3 separate regions of the Pan troglodytes genome follow, and regions 1 and 2 are each linked to region 3. Evidence: chromatin contacts called from public HiChIP or PLAC-seq data. All regions are on one chromosome and are shown on one strand. Each heading gives the region's core, a stretch centred on a gene start, on an enhancer-like site or on the middle of the called end of the contact. The rest is flanking DNA. Distances are from core to core; before and after follow the strand shown.

Region 1 (3,473 bases), core at 494-2,993, 660 kb before region 3:
AAAAAGGGAAATTTGAACACACAAGCACACTGGGAGAACAGCTATGTTCAGATTGGAGTTACGCTACCATATGCCAAGAAACTATCAGAAGCTAGGAGAGGCATGGACGAGATCCTTCCCCAGTGCCCTCAGAGGGAGTACAGCCCTGCCTACACCTTGATTGCAAACTTCTGGCCTCCAGAATTGTGAGATAATAATTTGTTGTTTTAAGTCACCCAATTTGTGGTATGTTACGGCAGCCCTAGGGAACTAATGTAGTGCGATTATTTTAAGAGGCAAACAAGAAGAACATCCTAAGAGTGAGGTGCCTGATAGTCTCGTGCATCAGAAAAGTCCCATATATTTGACTTCAGCAGTTAAATTGTATTTTCCTGTTTTACCAAACCTTTTTAATTATCGTTTCTTGCTGTAGAAAAATCACATAAAATCTGCTCTTTGCTTAACAAATTACAGGGTCGCTTCTGATTTGTGTGCTCGAAATACTAGTCACCAAGCAGAAACTGATGACTGTGAGAACAGGCGACTAATTAAAAAACAAACAAAAAAAGCCCTTTCTCAACATTGGATTGACCGAGTGAAAGTTGACAGGGGAAAGACACCTCGATTCAGCTATCTTTCTCCAACAGGTTGTACTGCTGACTGCACCGTCTCCCCTGAAGGACTGCGGTCGCTGTAGCCTTGGAGAGCGACCAGATTCCTCACCCCACTCAGGAGGAGCCAGGGCAAGATTAGGGTGCAGAGAAATCGGTTTCCTCCAGCCTCCTACCCCAGGGCAGAGGACCGAAGCCAGCCCCGGCCTCACGTGCATGCCCAGCCGGGAGGACGCCCTCAGTGGGAGAGCCCTGCTCAGGTCCTCCCCGAGGCCGAGGTGGTGGTGGTGGGAGCGGGCGGCGGCCCCGGGATCACAGGACCTCCGCCAGGTTAGCTTTGGCAGTGCCGCAGCCAACCCAGCAGGACGCTTATTTTCAAGCCTGGGGAACGTAGTTCCTCCCGCTTTCACAGAGAGCAGGATGGAGCCCGACGGCACCCCGGTTAAAGGGCCTTTCCAGCGCCCTCCGGGGAACGGAAGGCCGCGCTCCTCCGGGAGGGAGAACGACACACTCTTCGAGGAAATCCTGGGGCGGGCGCTCTCCTCGCTGCCGGGACCTTTGTTTCTAAGCTGGCCACAGCTAGAGCAGACTTAAGTGTCCCAATGACACGCCTGCTATCGAGCGCCCTCCCGGCGGCCCCTCCTCAGCCAGCTGCCAGCGGGCGTCCGCAGGTGTCCCCAAGAGGCGCAGGCCTAGTCGCCTACACGTCCTTTCCAACTTCGTGTCGGGGCGTCAGCTTTGGCTTCCCACCACCCCTCCCGGCTCTGCGGCGGCCCAGCCTCTTCTCCGGTTAATTCCGGCCTGTGCGGCCCGGTCGTCCCGTAAAGAAGGCAGGCCCGGGTTCCGGGTGAGGGGTTGGTGGGTCAGGGTGGGAAAGCAAGGCAGCGGTGAGTCCTCTGCTAGCAGATCGGGCTCAATATCACCATTCCCTGCTTTCTCCGGGCCCGCCCTCCGCCTCTCAGACGGCCGCCATGAAGATCCTCCGCCGCGGCTGCAGCCGGTCTGCAAACACACGCCCACCCGCACGCTTAGCCTCGCTCGCCACAGAGGGAGGGGTGGAAAAGGCACTGGGCATGCTCGTTGGGGAGGGCGGGGCGCTCGTGGGCCGCGAGTCGGGGCCGGAGCTCTTCAGGCCGGCTCCCGCGCCTCCGCCGCCCGCCCGCTCGGAGCCGCGCCCGCCGCAGGCTGCGCCCGCCAGCCCCGCCCCGCCCCGCCCCGCCCCGCCCCCCGCCGCTCGTCCCCGCCGCGGCCGCGCCGCCTGCAGCAACACCAGCTGCTCCTCCCCGGCGGCCGCCCCCCGCGGGTCCCTCCCTGGCTGCGGGAGAGACGGAGGTAGAGGGAGGACACAGAGCCGCGCCGCCCGCACCGGAGACCTTCGCCTCGCCCCGCCGGTTCCTCACCCTCGGGGAGCAACATGGGTAAGTCATCCTTCCTCCGCCGTCATCGCCTGACATTTTTTTCTTTCTCGGCGTGCTGCAGGGTGGGAAGCATTTCTCGCGCAAAGTTGCCGGATTTCTCCAGTCCCCGGGTGTGAGACAGTGGCTGTTCCTCCGGGGAGAGTCGGCGCACGCGGAACGCACGCCGGGTGCCGGGGCTGGGAGGGTCCCGAGCGCGGGCTGGGGTGGGGTCGGCCGCGGGCCGGACCGCCGCCCGGCTCCCCGGCACCTCGCAGCCTCGCCTCCCCTCCTCCATTCTTCCTGCCGGTGCCCGGGCACCACGGAGCCTGCCTCGCGGGCTCTCATCTGCAGCTCCATCCCCGTTTCTCCAGAGGCCGCCCGCTTCCTTTTCCCCCGCGTCTACTGAGCTCGAGGCTCGGGTCCGACCACGACCACTTCGTGTAACTTCCTTCTCTGTCAGTGCGACCTTTCCCCGTCGTGGAGACTCCTTATCCTGGGCGGGGAAGTGGAAGCAAGTAGTTTGTGAGGGAGATCTTACAACCTGCACGGAAATTATTTTCCAAGGGGGAGAGCGGACAGCCTCATAGGTTGAAAGGATGACTTGTCAGAGGCCACGAGGAACGTGAGGCAGGATAGAGCCGCTAGCTGTTGAATTAGTGCTGGGTGACTACAGTGTGCAATATTCCTGTGCCCAGCCTATTTTCTGGATTCCTTCGTCCGTCTTCTGTAGCAGGAAACTGCGCCCTGTAACGTTGTTACCGAACTTACATGGTAGTTATTCTTTCCCAGCTTCCCCCTGTCTAATCTGCATAATCTGATTTTAGTTCCTTTGTATTTATAGTTAATCTGAAGAGATTGGTTTGGATGAGAGATTTAAGAGCAAATATGTTTTATAAAACGATATATACATTTGACCTAATTTTTTTACATCATCTATTGCTTAACTGTTACATTCAGTAATCACAGAAATGTCTGATGAATGCTGTCATGTAATTAAGAGCTCAAAGTTTCTTTTAATAGTAGCGACTTGTACTAAGTTCCCCAGTTTGCTTCCACTCCTGTCTGTCATAATTTCCTCTTTTTAAAATTTGCTCCCTTGGCATCTGTCAGCTGGGACTTTTCCCACCCCTTCTGTGCGAGTTATTTAAAGCTTGAGATGAATGTGGTCCTTTCATCTGTTAATACAGTGCTCAACACGTTCAGAGTTAGGTGGTGCAACTCAGAATCTTCAAGAAGTATCTAAACCTGGGAATGGTGTCCATAGAGTTTTCTGGAACAGCAAATGCTTCAGGCTTTGATCCCGACCTTTGGCCATATATCTGGAAGAGGCCAGGGTTGACGGAGGAGGTGGTATGAATCAAAAAAGGTCTAGGGCTCTGAATTTTATTTTCAGTTAAGTTGTTTTTTCTTTTTAACTTGAGTACTCGTTATGCTGAACAAATTTCTGTAAAAATTGGGTGGCCCATTTATGCGTGTCTCCCTTTCT
Region 2 (3,477 bases), core at 208-2,707, 770 kb before region 3:
GGTCATTGTTAGCCATTGTTAGGGGAATTAATGCTTATAATGCCCAACTCCATTAAAATAAAGATAGAATAAGCTGCAAGAATAGTGACACCAGATGCTGTGAAGCAGTACAATTCAACATGTGAAACACTGACAGAAGTCAAATTTGTACTCCACCCCAAGAAACCTAAACCTTTCCTTATCTGATCAGTTATGTAACAGAATAATGGATCCTGGCATTTGCTTGAAAATACATAGTGTAGGTATGGGGAAAATGTAGGTTAAGAAAAACTATCATTTGGACGGTATTAAGCTCCAGAAAATCATCAGAATAGAAAAAGTAGAAAGCAAAATTGATGTATTTATTTTTGACTAAGTCACTAACTGCAAACAAACGAGGAGAGCAAATATTATTTAAATTATCCATCCCCACTCCACTGGTCAAAAATATAATTTTTCTTTACAGAATGTGGAGAAAAGGGGCTCCCCTGAAGTGTGTTAAAAGAGATGAGGACGGTCAGAAAAATCTGTCTGAAAAAAAAACGGAACTATCTTTAAATAATACTGCAAAATAGAAATATAAGCTACATCTTAGTAAATAAATGTCTCTGGTTAATGGGAGGAAAGATGTGAGGCAGGCAGGATTACAAAGCAATGAGACAGCGGGAGGTAAAGGCACAGGATTTGGAGACTAATATATTATGTCAACACAGCCAGGAAATCAAAATCCTAGACCTAAACTGCACAATCAAAAGTAGGATGTAGACAACTATTGTGGAATCAAAAGTCCTAGCCATATGCTCACCAGCCTTTTGAAATGGGACAAGTGATACTATCAGTCTCATCTGTAAAATAAAAGTATAGTGTTTTCCCTGCCTACTTCATGTTTTGTTATGTTTACAAAATGGTACTATTCCGCTCTATGTTTAACTCACAAGCACGCAGAAGCGGAGCAGGCTGAAGATAGGATGCCTGTCACAGGAGCTCTGCCTCTTCCTACATCTTACCTGTCGCCTGCTGCTTCAGGAAAGGTACCTGGTAGGATCCAGGACCCACATGGGCCTCAGTGCTGCCACCTTCAGCCAATTTGAGCAGGCGGGGAGCCCGATCATACATAGTGCTCGGGGTGGTGGGGGCGCTGGGGAAGGGCAGGTGCCGAAAACGATAAAAACAAGGCGGCTAGAGGTGTGGAGAAAAAGGAAGCCGACACCAGTCTGAGGAGGCCGGGACAGAACTTCCGTAAACAGGGAAATTAGGGGTGGGGTTGTCTCCCCGCCCGCTCATTGATACCAGATTTCCTCAAATCGATTTCTAGCTCTGTGGTAAAGTAGAGGGGTGAGCGACTAGAGATTAGACGTCCCACACAATCATCAGTTTGCCAGGTGCACGCCACCAAAATTGGGCATTAGGGATTAGACGCTCGCCCCGGTGCTTCCGGCCCTGACTCCGCCCACTTCTCTCCGCCCGGAAGCCTGGGGAGGAGGCGGGCCCAGTCTCTGGGGAGGAGGCGGGCCCAGTCTCTAGGGAGCGAAGTGGGGGTGCCTTCCTGGGCCGAGCCCTCGGAGCATGCGCACCGAGCCGCCACCCTTTCCCGGCTCTTTTTACCCGGAACCCGGCGCGCCTTGAAGAAGGCAGGCCTAAACCTCGTAGCTCTTGGGGTCCCGGTAACTACTTAGGTCCCGAACTTTTTTAAGTGTGCAGAAGAACCTTAGAAAACGCGTTAGGAAGGGTGAGGACTAACTTGACCTTGATCTGCTTCCCGATTCAACAGAACCTAGTAAAGAAAAATGCAGTAGCATGAAGCAGAGAGCTTGGGGTTCCGCAAGCTCTCCCCCGCTTCTACTGCAGCCCCACTCGTACTCACAGAGAAAAGGCACCTCTGATCTTAACCTGTAGATAGTCCAAACTGCTAAGACAAACCCAGGGCTCAGGGCAGTGACAAGAAATGGAGAACCCAGAAAAAAAAATCACAAAGAAGATAAGGGTAAAAAAGAAAAAAAAAAGAAATGAGGACACCAGGCAAGGAGGCAAAAAGCTCACCAACTGAAGCCGTGGAAGTGACTGAAAGCTGCCTCTTTTGTCGGATGCCAGGTAACCACAATACTGATTCATCAATATTTATAAAGCAAAGCGAAGGCACTGAAAAAGCCCAGTCCACCCCACCAAACCAATGGTTCTGAACCTTGGGCAAAAGAAACCTAGCTTGTCCTTGGGGCTTAAGGAATCTACGTCAGAATCCACCTCTGCTTCTCGCAGGCTGTTTTTTCTAGCAAGAATTCTGTCCAGATTCTAAATATCCTCAGAGGCTTAGACAAATCCTACCTTGATCATACCTCACCTCCAAATGGTCTACAGTACGTTAATTTGTTCCTACTACAAGTTTTTATAGTTTTCATACTCTGTAATACACGATTTGCCACTCAATCCTGTGCAACATTTACTGTGGCTTCATTGTGCCATATATGTCGGAACCCTCTCCTTGCGAGGCTATATGCTTCTCAAGGATGTATCTGTAATACCTTTTTTTCTGTTCAATAGCTAGCTAAATTATTTATGCACTTAAAAAACACGAATTGGCATATACTGTAGGTTCCATCCCTGCTAAGTTATGAGGATACAAAGGCATAAGAAAGTCCCTGCCCTCAGGTGTTCTCTCTCTAATGGGGAAAGAGACGTATAATCCAATGGCTGGCCATTGATGGCCAGCTGATCAATGGCCAGATCCTACCTAAATATTACACACTGAAGTGCAACCTATATACTCTTCATAATTTGGTAATAATTGGTCTCTCAAAATTCTGCATTCTTAACAAAAAAAAATCTTTCTTTTAAAAGTTTCTATGAGGCCAGGTGCAGTGGTTCACACCTGTAATCCTTAATCCTAGCACTTTGGGAGGCCCAGGCAGGAGGATTGCTTGAGGCCAGAAGTTCAAGACCAGCCGGGGCAACATAGGGAGATTCCACCTGCACACACACAAAAATTTTTTTTTAATTAAAAATTAGCCAAGTAGGAATTTGAGATTACAGCAAGCTATGATGGTACCACCGTACTCCAGCCTGGAAGACAAAGCAAGACCCTGTCTTAAAAGAAAATTGTTTATGAGAACACTTGGACACAGGAGGGGGAACATCACACACTGGGGCCTGTCCTGGGGTGGGGGAAGGGGGGAGGGATAGCATTAGGAGATATACCTAAAGTAAATGACGAGTTAATGGGTGCAGCACACCAACATGGCACATGTATACATATGTAACAAACCTGCACGTTGTGCACATGTACCCTAGAACTTAAAGTATAATTAAAAAAAAAAAAGAAAATTGTTTGAATTTCCTTTTCAAACTATTCAAATAGTATGAAAATTTCTATTTCCTTGATGACTGTGGCTACTCTCTATATTTCCCAGCTATTATTTCCTCCTTATGGTTCAGTAATGAGAATGGTACACAGTATTTCAAGATTGGAAAATATTTTTTAATGAGAAAAATAAATCTTTTTCA
Region 3 (3,520 bases), core at 280-2,779:
CGCGCGTGCCGCGGCACCACTCCCGCCTAACCCACCCTCCGGCAACACTCGCCCACCAGCTCCCCAGTCCACCGGTCTAAGGAAGACGTGCGCGCGCTCCGCACCCGAGCCCCGGAGCTGGGGTTCTGCAGGGAGGGAAAGGCTGCTCCAGGGCTCCCTCCTCCATCTCACTCCAGGCCGGCTCGCCGCCCACCCTGCCTGCGGATCCCAGTACTCGCTGGGAGCCGGCCCCGCGCCTTCCTATCATGAAGACACCATCCCCGCATACCCAGCCCAGAACCCCAGCTACCCTCCACCCTGTAGACACCTCGCGGTTCCGCAGGAGGCGCCACGCCGCCCCTCCCCCACACCGCTCCCCCAGTTCTCGGGCCCCCACCAGAAAGTGTGCGCTACACGCCGCCTCGGCCAGCCTCCGGGACGTCCCCACTTGTCCGCGGGAGGTCAGGTCCAACATGAGGGGGAGGGGGCGGCAAGGGGTACAGTGCGCGCCGGGAACGCCGTCCCGCGGAGTCCCCCAGTCAGAAGGAAGACAGAGCGCGGGGACCCGTGGGGGTGGGGGCCAAAGGCAATACTCACCGGTTCGACAGTCGCCATCTTAGATCGATCTGATCGCACAACCGCTCCAGAAGGGGGGGTAAGAGGAAAAAAATGAGATTCAAACCGGATTGGCCAGCTTCTGGCCACGTGACGGATATGTCCGTTTGGCCCTGGCGGCGCCTGCGCAAGACTGCGGCTGCGTGAGTAACGAGAGGCTTCTGGGAAGTGGAGTCTCTCCCCCACCTTTTTTTTTTTTAAGGTAAAGAAATTTTTTTTAAAAAGGACTGGTCACGTGGCCGATGGGTAGGGTGCGCGGTTCTCAACGCGGCGGACACTCGCTTGCTGGAGGGTGGTTTCAGTCCTCTGCTCTTCCGCCTGGATAGCTGCGGTCACACTTACTGCCAGGCAAGCCTACTCTGCCCTTTGTCGCCCTGTCCTCCCATCTTCCCCGGAAGGTTGGGAACTGCAGGCTCAGCACACACAATAAGGCTTCATTTGCTTAGTTGAGGTCCCAGGACAAGTTGCCTGTGTGTTTATTTAGTTTTCTTTTGATCTCCCACCATTTTCTCTTAGTTTCAAAAAGAGGCGGCGATGCAGAGTCGTTTAGGCAATCAGCCCTCCCACGTCCCCTGGCTCAGCTAATGCTGGTGGTCATTCGTTGCCATTTCTGCGAAAGGGGACGGACGGAACCGCCCGCAGTACTCGCTTGCCACCGGCTGGACGAGGGGGAGGGACGACAGCTTTTACTGTCCCAAATCCTGAGATTAAGACCTCAGGGCTAAATCTTGCGTGGCGGTAAAAATTATTTGGAAGTTCTGTGCAACCGTTCCAATATTCCGCTTTTACGTGCACGGAAATAGCCTAAGTCCAGATGCCAGCCAGGGAAGCCACTCCGGGCCCCGCTGACTAAGCCCTGGACTGATGGTCTGGAGTCTTTAGGCCGGGTCAACTATGACTCTTGACGTTGACTCATTCTCCTTAGGCGAGTGACTTAATCGCTCGGCGTCTCAGCTTTTTTATTTATGAACCAAAGGTGATGATACACTTACCTCACAAGGGTGTGCTTTGTAATGACTGTAACCGGCTTTGAAAATGCATCGGACTCTAGAAATGATTCATAATAAGCAGCTGCGTGCCTTCCTAAAGATCAAGTGCTTCTGCTTTTTTTTTTTTTAGCAAAGTTTAAATTTTTTTCTGTTTACTTTGTTTGATTATGATGTACACCAGTGTAGTTTTAAATGTTCAAGACCTTTTTTTTTCCTTTACAACTGCAGCTGCCCTCAATAGAGGCTTTAACGTTCATGAAATTATTGTTATGCTCACAACAATCACTGGCAATCAGAAATTTGTCCCCACACTGGCATCCTACATTTCCTTTCCCTCTAAGATACTGTGCTATCATTTCTCAAGACCATGTTTTTTGCACAGTTTGGCTACTAATAACAACAAATAGAGATGAAGAAATCTAGTAGACTCCTAAGGTTCTAATGAAGAAGACACTGTCTCATTACTATTTCCCATGCTTTTAAATAATGTTGACACCAGGAAAAGGAGTGTATGCAGGCTGCCTGTGCCTGTCTGCTTATAGTGTTAATGAGGTCCAGAGCTGTGTCATACCTATTATTGAGTACATAATGGATGCTTGAGTTGACTAACACATAATTGAGGCTGTATGAGAACTCAAAGCCATTGCCTGTTCATATGTTTTGGTTTACCTGAATATCAGAAGTGATTAATGAAAGCTTTTGTCTAGTGGGCTTAGCTCTACTAGGTTTTAAAGTAGATAGAATTAACAAGCCAGGCGCAGTGGCCCACGCCTGTAATCCCAGCCCTTTGGGAGGCCAAGGTGGGCGGATCACCTGAGGTCAGGAGTTCGAGACCAGCCTGACCAACATGGTGAAACCCTGTCTCTACTAAAAATACAAAAATTAGCCAGGCATAGTGGCACCTGCCTGTAGTCTCAGCTACTCAGGAGGCTGAGGCAGGAGAATCACTTGAACCTGGGAGGTGGAGGTTGCAGTGAGCCAAGATCCCGCCACTGCACTCCAGTCTGGGCGACACAGCGAGACTCCATTTCCAAAAAAAAAACATAATGATAATAAACGGATAAGTGGATTTCTACTTACAGAGACTATCTACTGTTACTTAGACTATCCAAAATAATTCTGTTGACCGCGTTGTTATTTTCTGCTGGTTAGAAGTGGTGTCAGGTTACCTTCTTTGAAGAGAAAAAGACAGCATAGATGTCCTATTTTCCCCTTCCCCACCCTTCCCCACCCTTCCTCTCCCTTCCCCACCCTTCCCCTCCCTTCCCTTCCCTTCTCTTCCCCTCTCTTCCCCTCCTCTCCCCTGTCCTCCCCTCCCCTCCCTCCCCTCCCCTCCCCTTCTCTCTCTCTCTCTCTTCCTTCCTTCCTTCCTTCCTTTCTTTTTGTCTTTTCAGGGTGTTGCTCTGTTACCCAGGCTGGAGTGCAGTGGCATGATTATGGCTCACTGCAGCCTTGACCTTCTGGGTTCAAGGGATCCTCCCACCTTAGCTTCCCAAGTAGCTAGGACTACAGGCATGGGCCACCATGCCTAGCTAATTTTTTTATATTTTGCAGAGACAGGAGCGTCTAGCTATGTTCCCCAGGCTGGTCTCGAACTCCTGGGCTCAAGCGGTCCCCCTACCTGGGCCTCCCAAAGTGCTGAGATTGCAGGCATGAGCCACCATTCCTGGCCAGATGTCCTATTTTCATGAAGCTGTTATATAACAGCAAAAAATCAATGAGATTGGCAAGAAAATACCTATAGGACTGAAAGCCAGTGAGGTTCTTAAAACTTTTTTTAAACAACAGTTTCCATTTTTATTAAATTTTCTGTTAATCAAAAAACTCGGGCCGGGCGCGGTGGCTCATGCCTGTAATCCCAGCACTTTGGGAAGCCAAGATGGGCGGATCACGAGGTCAGCAGATCGAGACCATCCTGGCTAACACGGTGAAACCCC

The links. HiChIP or PLAC-seq counts read pairs in DNA pulled down with a chosen protein or histone mark.
Region 1: an H3K4me3 HiChIP or PLAC-seq map of stem cell-derived excitatory neurons shows a contact between it and region 3, with 4 times the contacts expected there. The contact joins the promoter of RAP1GDS1 here to the promoter of EIF4E in region 3. A contact is called at or near these places in 1 of 7 Hi-C or Micro-C datasets (stem cell-derived neural progenitor cells) and 1 of 1 datasets of contacts at active chromatin or transcription factors (stem cell-derived excitatory neurons).
Region 2: an H3K4me3 HiChIP or PLAC-seq map of stem cell-derived excitatory neurons shows a contact between it and region 3, with 5 times the contacts expected there. The contact joins the promoter of STPG2 here to the promoter of EIF4E in region 3. A contact is called at or near these places in 1 of 7 Hi-C or Micro-C datasets (stem cell-derived neural progenitor cells) and 1 of 1 datasets of contacts at active chromatin or transcription factors (stem cell-derived excitatory neurons).

Annotation. Positions count from the first base shown.
Region 1 is chr3:99,704,805-99,708,277 of NHGRI_mPanTro3-v2.0_pri, forward strand. RAP1GDS1 (Rap1 GTPase-GDP dissociation stimulator 1) reads left to right here and starts at 1,744. Exons shown (of 15, transcript XM_054683209.2): 1 at 1,744-2,008. The coding sequence starts at 2,005.
Region 2 is chr3:99,588,103-99,591,579 of NHGRI_mPanTro3-v2.0_pri, forward strand. STPG2 (sperm tail PG-rich repeat containing 2) reads right to left here and starts at 1,458. Exons shown (of 14, transcript XM_054683204.2): 1 at 987-1,458. The coding sequence starts at 1,095.
Region 3 is chr3:100,362,519-100,366,038 of NHGRI_mPanTro3-v2.0_pri, forward strand. It overlaps EIF4E (eukaryotic translation initiation factor 4E), which reads right to left and starts at 1,530. Exons shown (of 7, transcript NM_001246470.1): 1 at 577-1,530. The coding sequence starts at 594. LOC104006140 (a long non-coding RNA gene) reads left to right here and starts at 862. Exons shown (of 7, transcript XR_008547570.2): 1 at 862-942.